3 separate regions of the Sus scrofa genome follow, and all the other regions are linked to region 3. The links are chromatin contacts, called in public HiChIP or PLAC-seq and promoter capture Hi-C maps. All regions are on one chromosome and are shown on one strand. The core of a region is the stretch at or near the end of the contact, and the rest is flanking DNA. Distances in the headings are between cores, read along the strand shown.

What was found. Promoter capture Hi-C pulls out the DNA fragments that hold promoters and counts their contacts. HiChIP or PLAC-seq counts read pairs in DNA pulled down with a chosen protein or histone mark.
Region 1: an H3K27ac HiChIP or PLAC-seq map of alveolar macrophages shows a contact between it and region 3. The contact joins the enhancer-like site here to the promoter of ADAM10 in region 3. A contact is called at or near these places in 6 of 47 Hi-C or Micro-C datasets (heart right ventricle, liver, mesenteric adipose tissue and 3 more) and 2 of 2 datasets of contacts at active chromatin or transcription factors (alveolar macrophages and skeletal muscle).
Region 2: a contact with region 3 is called in a promoter capture Hi-C map of fetal liver, with 4 times the contacts expected there. The contact joins the enhancer-like site here to the promoter of ADAM10 in region 3. A contact is called at or near these places in 2 of 5 promoter capture datasets (fetal liver and skeletal muscle), 6 of 47 Hi-C or Micro-C datasets (alveolar macrophages, embryonic fibroblasts, retroperitoneal adipose tissue and 2 more) and 2 of 2 datasets of contacts at active chromatin or transcription factors (alveolar macrophages and skeletal muscle).

Annotation. Positions count from the first base shown.
Region 1 is chr1:113,589,370-113,592,070 of Sscrofa11.1, forward strand. All of the region lies in intron 4 of LOC102158936 (a long non-coding RNA gene), which reads left to right. It also overlaps a transcript of LIPC not described here. Among named protein-coding and RNA genes, the nearest start is that of LIPC, 7.0 kb to the left of the region's middle. Within about 2 kb of position 1,257, at least 2 of the 83 cell types and tissues checked have an H3K27ac peak or open chromatin away from gene starts, as enhancers often do. A contact at or near this core is called in alveolar macrophages, where this site is marked.
Region 2 is chr1:113,568,542-113,571,289 of Sscrofa11.1, forward strand. All of the region lies in intron 1 of LIPC (lipase, hepatic), which reads right to left. All of the region lies in intron 3 of LOC102158936 (a long non-coding RNA gene), which reads left to right. Among named protein-coding and RNA genes, the nearest start is that of LIPC, 14 kb to the right of the region's middle. Within about 2 kb of position 1,445, at least 18 of the 83 cell types and tissues checked have an H3K27ac peak or open chromatin away from gene starts, as enhancers often do. A contact at or near this core is called in fetal liver and skeletal muscle, where this site is marked.
Region 3 is chr1:113,287,822-113,290,931 of Sscrofa11.1, forward strand. It overlaps ADAM10 (ADAM metallopeptidase domain 10), which reads left to right and starts at 1,659. Exons shown (of 16, transcript NM_001130531.1): 1 at 1,659-1,713. The coding sequence starts at 1,659.

The DNA of each region.
Region 1 (2,701 bases), core at 7-2,506, 300 kb after region 3:
ATTTAACCTTTGCAGATTCAGGTCTTCATGGGCTCTGCCTCTGACTAGTTGTGTGACCTTGTGCAAATAGTGTAACCTCTCTTTGCCTCAGTTTTCTCATCTGTAAAATGGAAGTGTGAGAATGAAACATTATCACATGCAATGTGCTTGTAACAACTCTTGGCACAATCAGAGCTCATTTGATTTTTGTTAACAAGTGAGATAAAAATTACTTCCTCTGACGGGTGGGAAAACTGGGACTCTGAGGTTCCTTGTATAAGGCCACAGCTAATTATGTGGACTGGATCTAAGGACTTCTGGGTCCATGTAAACTCTGATACTCTCTCCTTCCCAAAGTCTAAAGTGAATTGCACAGGGGCCAAGAGCCGAGATCTCCTTCTACGTTTAATTGTATGTTTCCTGCTCTGTGGTAGCCCATTTATTCTCCCCATCGGAATTTCAGCTGGTTTGTGAGACAATGAAAGAAAGAAGGAAAGGAAGAAAGAGAAAGAAAGAAAGAAGGAGAGAAAGAAAAAACCAGGGCTGCCTTTTTTGTGACTGGATACTCTGGAATAATAATGCATTTTATGATTTTAGTAGTTCCAGTATTATGGAAACTTTTTTTTCTCTATTTGCATTATGCTTGGAAGCAGAAGGAAGGAAAGATGTAAGGTGGCTTTAAACAGCCAGATAGACATGGACCTTTGCTGGCTCCTTCAAGTTTGACAAGGGCTTTCTCCCCTGTGGGAAAGAGGTGGGCATAGAATAGGCTCTGTGCCTGAGTTCTCCAGCGGCTTCGGGACGTGATTAGGCTTGGTGAGGGGTGATCATGCTGGGCTCTTCTGGGAGACCAACCAAGCTATGAACTGAATGGGCTGATTGCAGTAACTGAAGGGCACAGTTTGGGAAGGTGGGCCATCAGCGTAGCAGCTCTGTTTCTCTGGGCCCCAGTGCTTCTGACTATGAGATAGCCAGGGGCACTGTCCTTGTTCTGGGTATCAGGCAGGAACGGGGCTCCACTCAGATCAAAATGCCCCAGTCCTCTCTACAGCAGCTTGTGGTTGGTCCGTGTCACATGCTCATCTCACCAAAGATTTCTGAAGTTAGCAAGTGAAGTCCTTGGCTGCAAAAAATCAGGACTGGTTCCCAGTGTCTACTTTAAGTGCTGCCAGTGGCTTATATTTTTCCATAGGGTATCTTGCTGTCATGGTTAGTCATCAATTCCTAGACAGGCTTAGAAGTCAGGGGTTAATAGTTCAGGGGCCAACTCCCAAAGACGCCAGACTGTGTGATGTCATCGAAACCTCAGGAACCTATGATGACGCATGTATGATTATGCCCTTTATAGAGAGAGGAAAACTGAGGCTTTGGGAGGTTACTGAGTTGTCCAAATCCATATTCTAGTAAGTGGTGGAATAAAATCTGAATTACGTTTGTCTAACTCACAAGCACACACAACAAAAGTAGTTTTACCAGGTGTAGTAGGAAATGGCTGTGAGAGCTTTGTGGATCTAAGGTTAAAAAAATGGAATTGAGTTGTGCTTTTGCCCTCTGATAAAGATGTAGATCATGTGTTTATTATTAATGTTATTTTCAGAACAAATGTTCTCAAGCCTTTTCTCAGCTATTTAATGGAAAGAGCCTAAAACACTTAGCCCATGAAACAGAGCAGAAGATAGAAATAATGGAGACATAATGGTGGTGATACCGGAAAAATGATACCGGAATCCGGGTTCTTGTTCACGGCAGTCGAAGAATGAACTCTGGGAACACACATGCAGCAAGCAAGCAAAGGCTTGTTAAAGGAAAGCAAATAGCTCCCAGGGCTGCTGGGAGGGGGAGAAGAGCCCCCACTCTCTATTGTCCCATAGGAGTTTTTATTCCTTAAAGATGGGGGGGTACCAATGTGGGGGTCCAGAAAGATGGGGTTTTCTCCCATTGGCCTTGCTCAATTACCCATATCAGTCCTTATCCAATAGGGCTTATAGGGGTGGAAATGTCCTGTAGGTCTCATGGTTTCTTTGTCCTTTTCTTCCCATAAACTTAGTCACAGGGGATTAGAGATTAATGTCCATCTGGGCATAGGTACACTCCCTATAGTAAACAAGGCCTGTGGGGATGTTACTCCCTGGAGCCCTTAAGCAACAAATGTTAATCAATAGCCATATTAAAGAATATATCAAAGCCCATGTTTCTACACTGACTACCTGAATTAATATTCTGCCTCACTAGGATGGAATTTTATAATTTATACACAGATTAATTTTCCCAATCAACAGTAAAAAAAAAAAGACCAGCCAAGATAAGGGGACTGGAGCCTTTGCCCAGAAGTTTTGGCATGGAGATAACAGAATGTTTGACAGGAAATTGTCAGGGTGAGACTATGCTACAAAAGATCTAATTTACACACCATCACCATTTGGGTTGGGTCATGCCTAAGTCCTCCACAATGCAACCATGAGATGCTCTGACATGCTTTGATAATTCTAAGACAATTTTTTTAAAAAAGGTAAAATCATGACTCTCATTCAGAAATAAAGTTGAACATAGGGTATTTTATTTAACTTACTAATGTGGAAGCTGGTAAGGGTATTACAAGCAGTTCAAAGGAAAAGCCAAATCCCTCACAAATTTATATGGATGGGAGTTCCCTTTGTGGCTCAGTGGTTAACGAACCTGACTAGAAACTGTGAGGATGAGGGTTCAATCCCTGGCCTCCCTC
Region 2 (2,748 bases), core at 195-2,694, 280 kb after region 3:
AATAGTCTAGAAGTGGGTTCCTGGTTCCATGGAAACCTAAAGGACTTCTAATCGCTTCTGTAAGATCCATTGCAGGGAGAGCACCAGCTTCCCTGTGCCTCTGCAAATGTGTTTTCCAGAGTAGACTGTGGTCTGGAGAGAGCATTGCCTCCCTTGCAAATGGGCAACTGTATGACAGTCACAGAGGGCAGCCTCCATCAAGACCCTCATGTGATCTCAGAGTCCCCTGTCCTATACTTTTACAGGGAGGCAGAGCAGGACCTGAGCAGGTGCTCCTGCACCTCTGGCATGTTTTTTTTTTTCCATTATTGTCAGCAGGGGTCTGGAATTTGCCAGATGAAATGACTTAAAATCCATGTACTTTTAAAAAAGTGTATGTGACTTTATCCTTTGTCAAGGAGGTACCCACTCAGTGGTCACTTGCCAAGTGCCTCCTCCAGGCCAGGCCTGTATAGATCCTGGGGATACAATGGTGACCACCTTGTCCCTGCTCTTGAGGTGTTCCTAGTCCTGTGGGGAGAGATGTGTGGCAGGTAGTTAAAGAGCAAAGAGCTGAGTGCCATGGATGAGAGGTCTGCAAGAGACCTTGGAGAGTGGGCTCATCCATATGTGTGAAAGAAAGAGAAGAGAAAGACATATGTATTTTATATATGAAATGAATATATACATATATATGTAGAGAGAGAAAGAAAAATGGTTTTGCAACACACACATATAAATATGCATAGAGAGAAAAAGTAAATATACCAAAGCATTAGTAGTTACTGAATCTGTCTGGAGGGAATATGGTAATTCATTGTGCAAGCCTCAACTTTTTCTATACCCGAACACCTTGGTAATAAAAAGTGGAGGGAACAATGGGTATATTACATGAATCACTTAGTAAGTAGTAGGTGCTTACAAATGTTTGTTTTACGGCCAAGAGGGCATAGTTGCAAAGAGCTTCCGCATAACATATATGATCCGACTTCATCCTCAGAACAGCCCTGTGGGGGTCTCTAATGATCACCCCATTCACCACTGAAAAGCAGAGGTCTAAAGACCGTGGTGATTTGCCCAAGGCTACCTGTGGGTAAGCGACGTAGCCTGGACTGAGAACAGGTTCTTAGACTCCAAATCCAGTTCTGTTTTCTCATCCACAGTCTCCCTTGGGAGTCTGTGGTTTATTTCCTGCCTGTGCTGGAACCCAGAGCTCAGACATGCACAGGAGCCCCGGTGTTTACCCTTCCTGTGCCCTTGTGTCCCTGCGTCCTCGAGCTGGTGGTCATCCTCTCTTCCTTCTGGGTCTGGAGCAGGGAGGGAAGGTGGCAGGCATCCAGGGAAACAGGGCAGCTGCCCTGGGGACCTTGGCTGAATCTAGGCCATGGCCGGGCTGGGATGGCCTGTCTGTGTGGGACATGGCCTATCCAGGCCAGAGCGAGCCTGGTGTGGGCTGACCCTGTGCACCTCCTGTGAGGGCCATCCTGCCTCCACGCCAGGCCAGAGGGTGCATTTCATCACTTACTCCCAGTTGCAGCCAGAGAAAGGGCTTCTTCTTGGCCTCCTGCCAGTTATTGCTCCTGCTGCCAGAAAGTCTTAATCATGCTGTTGGAAAGGGCCAAGCCCCCTCCACCACTAGCAGCCAGCTGGCTCCTGTGGGCGTCAGCTGGGCTAGAGCTTCCTGCAGTCCCACTGCAAAGGCCCCCTGATTGGGCCTGGTTTGGAGGGTGTGCAAACTTACATTCACTTTCCAATCTCAGGTATATTTATAAGCCTTTTTTTTTTTTTTTTTTTTTCCTCTTTAGGGCCGCACCCACAGCATATGGAGCTTCCCAGGCTAGGGGTCTAATTGAAGCTACAGCTGCCGGCCTACGCCAGTGCCACAGCAACACCAGATCCGAGCCACATCTGCGACCTACACCACAGCTCATGGAAATGCCAGATCCTTAGCCCACTGAGTGAGGCCAGGGATCAAACCCGCAACCTCATAGTTCCTAGTTGGATTCATATCTGCTGTGCCACAACGGGAACTCCTAAGCCTCCTTTTCTAACTCAGAAGCTCTCCCACCCTGGGGAGTTGCTAAAGCTCAGACAGAACAAAGATACACCTGCGGTGTCTCCACTGCCTTGCCCAGGACACAGGTCAGAGCAGGATCTTCAGAGTGTTTGCTGGAGGTCATGGGATGGATCGTATTCCCTGACCCATGCACACCTGCACCCCCTAGCCCCCAATTCATATGTGAAGACCTCATTATGTCAGAATGTAACTGCCTTTGGAGAGAGGGTCTTCAAAGATGTAATTAAATTAAAATGAAGTCATTAGAGTGGGCCCTACTCCATAACTAGTGTCCTTACAAGAAAACGAGATTAGGACAAAGACATACGTAGGGGGGAAGACGATGTGAAAATAAAGAGAAGGCAGCCATCTGCTAGCCAAAGAGAGAGGCCTCAGAAGAAATCAGCCCTGCTGATACTCTGGTCTCCAACTTCTAAACTCCAGAATGGCAAGAAAATAAATTTCTGCTGTTTGAACCACCCAGTCTGCTGTCTTGTGTTATGGTAGCCCCAGCAAGTGAATGACATGCCATCATATGCTGATGAATGTTGAACGTGGTGGAGTCCTACCCCAGGACTGGTGTGTGGCTAAATCGGTGGGTGGATCCAGGCCCAGGCACCTTCCTCTGAGAGTGCACCCCCCTGCTCGAACTGGTCATTTAAATGTCTCCTGATGTGAGTGGACAAGCGGAGCCCCACCTTCCCCTCCGAGTC
Region 3 (3,110 bases), core at 409-2,908:
AAGGCAAGAGATCAAACACACATCATGACAGATACTATGTCCCATTCTTAACCCACTGAGGTACAGTGGGAACTCCTGAAATACAAGTTTAAAGACTCAAAGTGAGTTACTGAGAAATCAAATAGAAGCTTCAAAGAAGTTGGGGTGAGGGATGGATTAGGAGCTTGGGGTTAGTAGATGTAAATTATTACATTTATAATGAATAAACAAGGTCCTACTGTATAGCACAGGTAACTATATCCCATCTCCTGGCAGAGACCATGATGGAAAAGAATATAAAAAGAATGTAAATATATATGTATACTGAGTCACTTTGCTGTACAGCAGAAATTGGCACATTGTAAATCAACTATACTTTAGCAAAAAAAAATTAAAAGAAAAAGAAGCTGGAGTTCCCATCGTGGCGCAGTGGTTAACGAATCCGACGAGGAACCATGAGGTTGCGGGTTCGGTCCCTGCCCTTGCTCCATGGGTTAATGATCCTGCGTTGCCGTGAGCTGCGGTGTAGGTTGCAGACGCGGCTCGGATCCCGCGTTGCTGTGGCTCTGGTGTAGGCCCGTGGCTATAGCTCCGATTTGACCCCTAGCCTGGGAATCTCCATATGCCGCAGGAGCGGCCCAAGAAATAGCAAAAAAAAGACAATCAATCAATCAATCAATCAATTTAAAAAAGAAAAAGAAAAAGAAGCTGGAGTGAAGGAAATTTGAGAGTTCTCTTCCGAGATGGAACCGAGTGAAAAAGAGGATATTTGTTGGGGGGTTGGAGCGGCAGTACCCCCGTGGTTTAGGCTGCGGGCTTTTAGAATGCTTAAGGCCTGGTCTGAGACACAAATTTGTGAAGAGTTTAGAGAAATATGGCTTAGGCTCTGTGTTTTCCGCTGTTTGAAGATCGTTACATTTAGGTTCTGCTCATTGGTGGCTGTCGCCAATATAATTACCGCTTGTTGGGACTTTGCTTTTGTTTACTTGGTAGACGTCGCGCACCCTAAGAAGCAGAAAGAAGTAACCAAAATTTCCATTCCCTGTGAAGTTAGTAAGTGGAAAGCGGCCACTCAACATCCCTCACGCTCACTTTTAACCCAAGGGACAGCCCTCAGCAGCACTAAAATAAAATCCTCTGTGGTCTGCAGAGTTGCGCTCCGGTGCGGGGGCGGGGCCCCAGGAAACCCCGCCTCCCAAGCCCAATCCCAGCTCTCCGCCGGCGGACAGGAAGCGGCGGCAGGCCTAGCAGCCCGGGAACTGGCCCCGGCACGCATGCGCGCGTCCCTGGGGTGCCTGGGGGAGGGGAAGGGGCGGGCTGAAGGGGTGCGGCTCTGCCTGCCGGTTGGGCGCCCGTGGGTCACGTGGCAAGGAAGGAGGCGGAGGTCCCGGGCTCGGGGGAGGGAGGTAGAGAAGAGGGAAGGAGCGAGGGAAGGAAAGCGGGGAAGGGAGGAAGGAAACGAACGAAGGGGAGGGAGGTCCCTGTTTTGGAGGTGCTGGGAGCTTTGCCGGCCCCTGAAGTGGGGCGAGAGGGAGGTGCTTCGCCGTTCTCCTGCCGGGGGAGGTCCCGGCTTCTCTTGGAGGCTCTGGACCAAGCCTCTTCAGCTTCTCCCTCCGGATCGATGTGCTGCTGTTAACCCGTGAGGAGACGGCGGCAGCAGCCAGCAGCGGCAGCGGAAGATGGTGTTGCTGAGAGTGTTAATTCTGCTCCTCTCCTGGGCAGCGGGGCTGGGAGGTAAGGCGCGATACCAAGCGCCGGGGGCGCCGTGAGCACGGCGTACCGCGCGGCGGCAGCGGCGGCCGGGCCGAGCGGAGCCCGGTCGCGCGGCGCGGTGGGCGCGTCAGTCAGCCTCGCCGGCCGGCGGCGCCACTCCGGCGCGCAGCGCTCCCCGCTCCCTATTGTCCCCTGCGCCCCAGCCGCCTTCCCTTCTCTGGCGGGCCGAGGAGGCTCCTAGCCTCCGACGAGGCCTTCCCCACCCCTACCGCCCCAGCAGCAGGGGAGGCTCGGGTCGCCTGCCAGAGAAGCAAAGTCGGGTCGCCAGGCGAGAGCAGTGGAGCTCAGGCCGGTGGCACTATCTCTCCAGCCTGCTCACCAGACGCCGGGGCGGGCAGCTGCCTCCGGGCCGGCGGTCTTTGCCAGCCTTGTCCGGCGCTCACCCTCTTCACCCGTCCGCCCCCGGCCCCTGCCGGGTGGCAAATTCCGGAGTCCACTCCGCTGCGGAGAACCGCTGCGCAGGCTCGTGTGAAGTTGCGATATTTATTGTTGTTTACCCGGCGCGGCGATCCACACCGACCCGGTTCTGCAGAGGGGCCTCCAGTGGAGGGGTAGCAGTGGTCTGCTGCTTGTCTGACCTGGGAGGTTACCGCTCTCCATAGTTCGCCGCCGCTGCTCCGTTGTTTGGAGAGAGATAGCAGGAGGGTGTGCTTCTCTTCTGTGAAAACATTCCGTTGCCCTGGAGAAAGGGTTTGGTGGCGAGAAAGATAAGTCGTTAGTTACGGGCTGTTCATTGATCTGTAGGCTGGATTGGGTCTTTTACAGGGACAGTGCCTGGGTGACCCAACTTGAAGAGTTTTTTTAAACTGTCAGGTGGAGTAGACATATTGTGTAGTTAGGGGATTGTCAAAACAGTTGCAACTCTCCACCCCCCAAATTAGAGTTAAAATTGCTGAAAGCGCTAATTTCTTGATCACTCGGTTTTGAAGGCAGTATTTATTTCCAGCGTATCCCAGGACCAACTGTATCATTTTTGTTGTTGTGTAAAGTGTTTTATTTTAGGTTAACTTTTTGACTTGCGCATAATAAAGACCTCAAAGTATGTTTAAAAGCATTGGATTGAAAATTTTTCTGGAATGCTTTGCATGAGTAAAGACTAATTTGATAATTTAGGAAATAGCGGAATGTTTCATGTAGTGGATTGTTTTTGTTTCTTTGACTTTGACTTAAGACGTTAGAGCCAAGTATGTTCTTATCCTGCTTTTGTCTTAGTCTGAGGGTGATACTTTGTAGATGGACTAATGTAGTTTGTAGAGTTCATTTTCTAGAGAAACATTTAGATTAGGAGCGTCTAATAGATGTTTAGTTTGAAGTAGCTATGCTGGAGACCCTCTGCAAGGGCCTTTTCTTTTACATTT